Regions from separate parts of the Mus musculus genome. Here region 1 is linked to region 2. The links are chromatin contacts, called in public Hi-C maps. All regions are on one chromosome and are shown on one strand. The core of a region is the stretch at or near the end of the contact, and the rest is flanking DNA. Distances in the headings are between cores, read along the strand shown. Region 1 overlaps Cap2 (CAP, adenylate cyclase-associated protein, 2 (yeast)). Region 2 overlaps Stmnd1 (stathmin domain containing 1).

Region 1 (3,606 bases), core at 85-2,584, 280 kb before region 2:
GAGAAAAGCCGTGCAGAACAGAAAGGGAAAGAATTAATTAATAGGCTCTCTCTCTCTCTCTCTCTCTCTCTCTCTCTCTCTCTCGCCCCTGTCCACGGTCAAAAATTCTCTCTCAACCGGTTTGAGATGTTCTCTCTCTCTCTCTCTCTCTCTCTCTCTCTCTCTCTCTCTCTCTCTCTCTTCCCCAAACAAATGGGTATGAGGAGCCTCTAGCATCCAAGTCAGGAAATAAGTTAAAAAAAACATGTAAAAGGAATTTTGGTCTCCATTCTCCTGGCACCGTTGAGAACGTATCTGTGAAACTCTCTGGAAGGCAGAGTGCATCTCAATGAGCTTGCTGCATGTACAGCAGTCTGTCTCATTGGGAAGACAATTATATAAAGTTTATTCAGGATGATTTTTTTTTTTTAACTTTAGTACTCAAAGGAGCTGCATTTTCCATTGAGAGCTGACGAAAAGCATGGTATGGGGAAAACTCCGGTGAGACCCTCCCTGGCTGGTATACGTCAACACCGATAGCAAATGGTGGTCTGGTCATGTGATTCATCCCCCAGCACATACAAATATAGAACATGACCATAAATAGTAACGGACTGTGCCCTGGCTAGCTAATTTATGACGGCGGATCCAGATCGGAATGCCAGCTGGAACTCCCTTCTCCTCGTTGGCAGGGTTCACAGACACAGGGTTGTAAGAAGATGGAAGCTCTGTCCAGAGAGGACCACTTCAGTTATGGCTTGCTGAAGCAGGAGCCAAGAAGCAGATCTGAAGAAATGGCTCTTCCAGGGCAGCTAAGCTTTGGTGAATGAGTCAGCAACTTCTTTTTAAAATCTGATTTTTTTGATTCAGGTCTTAAGAGAGTGGTCTTGTAACCTTCCCGATTTATTTATTTATTTATTTATTTATTTATTTTTAAATCGGGTCTACGATGGCCCGCAAGAGGCCATTTCTTTTTTTTTTTTTCTTCTTCTTCTTCTTCTTCAGTAAAGAATGGTAAATAGCTGATAATTATTTTATAAAGAATTCAAAGTTATCTTGACATCAAACAAACAAAAAGGGTAACGAAAAATCATCTTAGTCAAATAAATGCAGTTTTATCCCTTGGTTGGCCTTTATCACCAACTGCGGTCTGAAATTCTAACAAACTTGGAGTGAGATAGTTGAAACAAAGGAAAACCTCTTTCTCCCTGAACCCTTCACCCCTCAGATAATCGCCCAGATCCGCAGTTTGTGCTAATCACCTCACTTCCTTTGGACAGCCGTTCTTTATCTGATTCAGGTCTTACACAAAGGCAGATGAGCTCATGCCGCCTTATCAGATCGAAAACAACAACAAAGCCACCCTGAGTGACAGTTCAGCAGGACAGGATCTTAGCAAATCCTCTCTGCCTCCACAGCCCTGAGCTTCCAAATAGCTATAAAGCTACCAGTCCCAGTCAGCGCTCACAGCTCGTCACCACTTTATGCTGCTAAAGCAAACAGTCTGGGTAGAGACTGTCAGCACCTGCTCGCTTTTGGATCAGCCTCCTCCCCGCATCCTGATAAGCCAGCGATTAGCTTTCCTGTTGGGATTCAGTCCTGCCTGCTTAGCTTCGGGCTGTCAACTCCAGCAGACCCTGATGCTATCACACAACCGACATGTCTCTTTTCCTTCTAGGGCGTTTTAGTCTTCGTTCGCCCGCATCTCTAGCCAATGTGGGCGGCAGCCTTCAATCATGAGCCCCTGTGCAATTGTTTAGGTCCTTTTCACGCCGTGTGCAGCAAAACTAATAGGAAAAGCAAAGTCAACCTTTCCTTTCCTTATTTCTCTGTCTACAACATGGAACACTACCCATAAGGCTATTGGTTACAAAACCCAAGCTGCTAAGCCAGGCACAGTGATGCATGCCTGTAATCCCAGCACTGGGGAGGCCGAGGCAGGAGAATTGCCATGACTTAGAAGTTAAGCTGGTATATATAGTGAGTACCAGGGCAGCCGAGAATACACTGCAAGAAACTTGGTTCAAACGAAACCAAAACCAAATATTACCCAGCCTTCTATCAGGAAGACAAATTTTTGACCTGTTGTATATATATATATTATTTAGCTTTAGTTTGCATGTTTCTACAGAAATTAAAGCATGCGTTACTGCCCTCGGGTGCCTTTGAGTTGGTCACACAGGGAATGCATTCATGAAGTGAGCATCTTGTGTCAATTTGAAAAGGAGCCACTGGTTAGATTCTGAGTAGCTACACCTCAGAGTGGTCCATCCAGGCCACACTATGAAATGAAGACAATTGAGCAGGATAGCGCAGAGAAGATACGGACAGGGTTTTACATTTAAAATTTTTTTCTTACAGTTTTTCTTTTCTTTTTTTTTTTTAAAAAATGTTTTCAAAATAAATGTAAAAATTATGTATTTAGAAGTCCATTAAAATATGGGCTGACAGACAGCTAATTTGGTTAAGTGCCTGACATGTACTACTTCGGCATTATGAAATATTGAGCAATTATGTGACTTCTCATGGCCCCGGTGAACCACGGGCAAATGAGGCTGGACTCAACTACATGGTGTGAAAGGAGCTAGGAAGTGTTTGTATAGAAACAGCTCTACAAGAGTAGCTGGTCTCAGACACACACCCAGGCCCCCTAGCACCCCACCCCTTACCCCCTAACCCCCCAGCCCCCCATTTCCCCACACCCCCATCACCCCACTCCCCTACCCCCTCCCAGCACTCAGGAAGCAGTCAGCTATGGTGCTGTGTACCTGTTGTCACAGTGTTGGGGGCTAGACAGCCTGCCTAGCATGATCACTGAGACATGCCCCCTGTCCCCCCTTCTCCCTTCTCCCCACACACACCAAAAATTATCCTAATTTTATTTACTGTCTGGTCATGGGCCCTGACAGCAGAACTTAATGAAGCTAATCATGGCTAAGTCCTTCAAGAAGACTCAGCAGCTACGCCATGACGCTTTCTGGGCATGAACTTCAGACACACTGCAGAGTTTGGCCTTGTTCAGTCATTTGCTTTTTCCCTTACAATTTCCAGACCTGCCACTAACACCAAGTAATTTACCCCAGACACGCTCTGAGATCAAAGCCACATGACTACTTCGGCATTATGAAATATTGGGCAATTATGTGACTTCTCATGGCCCCGGTGAACCACGGGCAAATGAGGCTGGACTCAACTACATGGTGTGAAAGGAGCTAGGAAGTGTTTGCATCGAAACAGCTCTACGCATGTGCAAATGCAGCAAACACATCCAACTGTTGGATTTTTTTTTAAAAGCTGAGATGGTTAATTTTCATTGTCATCTGGATTTGGAGTCACCTAGGAGCCGCCATGTTAGGAGTATAGGTGAAGGTATTGAAGGATTTAACTGAGAAGGGGAGACCCAGCCTGGCTATGGGTAGCTCTCTCACCCCACATGCCCACTGGCTGACATCCCTTCCTCATCCCACCCCCCACATGACGAACTGCACTCTTAGACTGGGGGCCAAACAAATCCTTCAATCTGTCTTTAAGTTGCTTTTGTTGGGTATTTTGTTAGAAATGAGAAAAGCAACGAAGAGTAAAGCCTTTTTTTTTTCTCCCCCCAAGATGGCTGGGGAAATGCCCTTT
Region 2 (4,033 bases), core at 1,288-3,787:
TGTTAGATCACAGCATTAGGAAGGTTTAGAACCACTGTTCTAACCTCTCTTTTGCCTGAGTCAAGTGATAGCTGTGAGCCTGGACTTAAAAACAAAAGAACAAACAACCAAATTATTTACTTCTCTTCAGAGTTTTATATAGAACTTACTAAAAACTTTAGGGCTGTAGACATGACTCAGCCTAGGAAACCATGAAGAAACAAGAAGGTTCCAGAAGTTGTCCCTGCTGTTACTTTTCTTTGTTGAGTTGTCACATTTTATTTATCATTCTTTGATCTGTGATCTTTTTGATCCTCCAAACCACTATAAAAAAGTGTGTGTGTGCTGTGTCCCGGACACAGTGAGACACATCTGTGATCACAATGATGAGATGAAGAAACAGGTGGAGCCCTGGAAACAGGTGGGCCAGCCTACTTGGTAAAGTTCTATGCTAGAGACCTTATCTCAAATAATAGGGGAAAACCATCCCAGGACTGAGGTTCTTCTCTGATCTCCAAATATATTCAGTGTACACACACATACACACACAGAGAGACACACAGACACACACATATACATATACTGCATCCCCACATTAATGAATATACACACACTGCATTCCCCATATGAATGAATACACACACATACACACACTGTATTCATCACATGAATGAATACACAGACAGACAGACAGACAGACAGACAGACACTGCATCTCCCACATGAATGAATACACATATACATAGACATACACATTCACTTAAGTAAAAAATTAGAGGTGGAGGTGTTCATCAAATCAGTTAAAATCAGAAGAAAAATATTTTTCACATTAATGTCAAACAAAGACAAAACAAGATGAATCAGCGAAGAGAAGTAGCAGGTTGACAATTTCCGGAATCTTGTTTCCTCGTGGTCACACCTGTTCCCATGTAGGCACGTCTGCTGGAGCTTTGGTATTTTGTTTTGTTTTTCCTTTTGGATAAACGGCAGTTTAGTTTTATATTCTACAAGGCAACACTTAATAAAAATTGCTGATAGTATGAGAGCTCGTTATTTACTGGGACTTATTATGTCCAAATTTAGTAAAGCCTGAAGAATGTTTTATTGCCCTCATTAATCATTAATGATCAGGGAGATTCTGAATCCACTGAGAATCACAGTGTGCAGAGCAATAATGGAATTTATGGAGGACAAATCTGGCTTAGATAAATGCTATCATTTATACTGTAGGTCCTGTATACTGGAAATAATGAGTTGTGATTAATCACATTTGGTTGCTAATTTTTGGAATAAGCAAATGTTAATTACAAGATTACTTGCCATGACATCATACGACTCTCCATTTCTAAATACTTTGCTCCGGCTCTGTATGATTCCTTGGACAATTAGCTCTTCCAGGATGTCTGATGACTTTGGCCGCTCCCAACTCTCCGGGAGTTGGGGTTTGTTGGTCAATCCATTGGCCACTGGGTCTTCCAAAAGGAAAAGCATAAAGAAAGAGAAATGTAAGAATAAAGAGTTTATCACTTCAATGCCAAATGGGGACTGGAGAGAGAGAGTGCTCTGTGGGTAAGAGGGCCTGTTGCAAAATCATGAGGACCAGAGTTCAAATCCTCAGCACCCATGTAAAATGTCTGGCATAATCATCATACCTACAACTCCAGCTCTTTGCAGGGAAACAGGGGTTTGGGACAAAAGGATCCCTGGGGCTTGCTGGCTGTCACACTAGTTCTAGATCCAGCAAGAGACCCTATCTCCAGGGAACAAGGTGAGAAGTGATAGATCAGGATACTTGGAGATCAATTCCTAGCTCTGTGCTCACAGGCATGTTCTCTTGAACAAGCTCTAGCATACACAGCACACACATGCACCATCCTCACACACATGCACACACACACACACACACACGCACAAAGTAAAGAAGTTAAAAATGCATGCCTTAACAAGTCACTGGGTAAAAATCATGTCTCAATAGTTTTCTCTAAATATCTAGGTTTCTTTTCAACACTTTTACCATCTATCTATCTATCTATCTATCTATCTATCTATCTATCCATCCCATATCTATCTATCCATCCATCCCATATCTATTGCCTGTCTATCTATCTATCCATCCATTCATCCCATATCTATTGTCTGTCTGTCTATCTATCTATCTATCTATCTGTGATGTGTATGTGTGTGTCTGTATGTGTGTGTATGTATGAGTGCATGTGTGTATGTGTGAGTATATGTGAGTGTGTGTGAGTGTGTATGTGTGAGTGCATGTATATGTGAGTGTGCTTGTGTTTTGAGGGAGTTGATTTTCTCCTTCCACCATGGGCATTCCAAGTATTGAACTCAGGTTGGCAATGGCCATCTCCAGCCCTAGTATCTGGTTTCCATTATAAAGCTCTGTGATTTTTTGAAGCTCAAGTTGCTGTTGCCTTTATAGAGGAAAAGAATCAGCATAATTTATTCTTGGAGTCGCATGTGACCGCAATCAAGTCTTGCCTCCGGGCTGCTATGTACACTAGTTTTTGTTGTAACAACGTTCATATACTCTGGGTGGATGTCACTGATCTGCTCCACTAATTACAAGGCTCAACTCCAGCTAAGGCTTGAGACATTCTTCTGGTGACTCTTATGCGCTGCTGTTTGGTTTCTATGCTTTGTATACAAAAGGTAAACAGCATGAGGTTGCCAAGGGCTGTCTGGGTCTGCAGCCCTGGTACACAGTTTCACCATCTGCTAAATCTACAGAGAGAAAGCATGCCTTTTCTGATAGAGTCCTTGAATCAGACCAGAGTTGGGGCTAGAGCACTATCAGCTCAGATCTTATTAATGACTTTAAAGATGAGCCCTGGAGCCAGTTACAGTGGAGGATTTATAAACTGCCTTCTTAAGAGAGGCCTCTTCATTGCGAATCATACATGTGAAGAATCAGCCACCTCCACACCACCGCATCATAAAATAAAGGGTGCCTGCTTGTTGTCCCAAAGATGGCCTTGCTTCTCAAGTCAAAAACGACACTGTGCAGAGCCATCCGCAGTAAGCTCTCTTCAAAAAGCCTACTGTCGGTGGATGGAGGCATTCGCAGCTGTTCCTAACCTCCATGGTTACAAAGACAACGTCCATGAGTTTTTGTGGTTTGAAAAACATATGCAGAGATGGCTACACATGCTGACCAGCTGTTTCTCATTTCAGACCATTAATCCACCTGTCACGAGAGAGGGCTCTGACTGACTATCACATGGCCTCAGCAAAGGGCGGGTCAGTGCAGTACTTTCCAGTGCTGACTCTTCAGCCTCATAGGTATGTGAAATAGGGCCCATTCTTCCTGCAAAGTGCTTGCATGCTCTTATAGAAAGCGCTCAAACCCGTAAGCAGAACTTGGTAACATAAGGGACAATGCGATCGATGCACAGGTCATAAGTAAACACCTCCATGGATTCAGAATGGTTTTATTTGTTTCATTATTGTTAAAAGGTGGGCTTGTTAGGGAGGGTTACCATAGTAACGACTACTGTTTACCGAGTGTTTCCTCACCTTACTATGTTAATTGCTTTATTATCTGTATAGTACCCAGTTCAAGTACAAATTTGTGAGAGAAGATCTATAATCCCTATTTTACCAATAAGTACACTGATATGAGAGAAGTTAATTGCTCAAGGGGATGAGACTAGTTAGAGTGGTAACTAAGACTGAATTCAATTTCAACACCAAGGTCTCAGCCTCACTCGTCTCTTTCCTAAACATGATCTAGGAGTAGTTGGACCACAGGTCTTCCATATCTCGCCCAGATGTTTCCAAAAAGTATCACTAACATCAGGAAATGAATATAACCATTTCATCCCTATGTCTTATGAGTCTACTAAAGTATTTGTCTTAATAAGTAGAGTAAATGCCCTAGGCAGAAGTTCTTAGGAAATGCCAATCATTTCAATTCATTCTTCTGTGTTTTGGAACATTGGAGCATATTAGGTAAGGTGGGGGGTTAGAAATAACCCCGTGCTTCTGTTTTATTAGGAAGTATGTTCATGACTTCTCTCACTGCTGTGATCAAATAGCTGAC

Evidence for each region. A called contact is a pair of places that touch in the nucleus more often than the background predicts.
Region 1: a contact with region 2 is called in a Hi-C map of uterus, with 3 times the contacts expected there. The contact joins two enhancer-like sites. A contact is called at or near these places in 1 of 484 Hi-C or Micro-C datasets (uterus), 1 of 115 datasets of contacts at active chromatin or transcription factors (embryonic stem cells) and 2 of 9 other capture datasets (embryonic trunk and macrophages).

What each region holds. Positions count from the first base shown.
Region 1 is chr13:46,569,184-46,572,789 of GRCm38.p6, reverse strand. The region is part of intron 4 of Cap2 (CAP, adenylate cyclase-associated protein, 2 (yeast)); the gene reads right to left. Among named protein-coding and RNA genes, the nearest start is that of Cap2, 69 kb to the right of the region's middle. RefSeq lists an enhancer at 1-1,470. Within about 2 kb of position 1,334, at least 122 of the 459 cell types and tissues checked have an H3K27ac peak or open chromatin away from gene starts, as enhancers often do. A contact at or near this core is called in uterus, where this site is marked.
Region 2 is chr13:46,287,080-46,291,112 of GRCm38.p6, reverse strand. Stmnd1 (stathmin domain containing 1) reads right to left here. Exons shown (of 5, transcript NM_001005422.1): 3 at 1,300-1,451. Among named protein-coding and RNA genes, the nearest start is that of Stmnd1, 15 kb to the right of the region's middle. Within about 2 kb of position 2,537, at least 20 of the 459 cell types and tissues checked have an H3K27ac peak or open chromatin away from gene starts, as enhancers often do. A contact at or near this core is called in uterus, where this site is marked.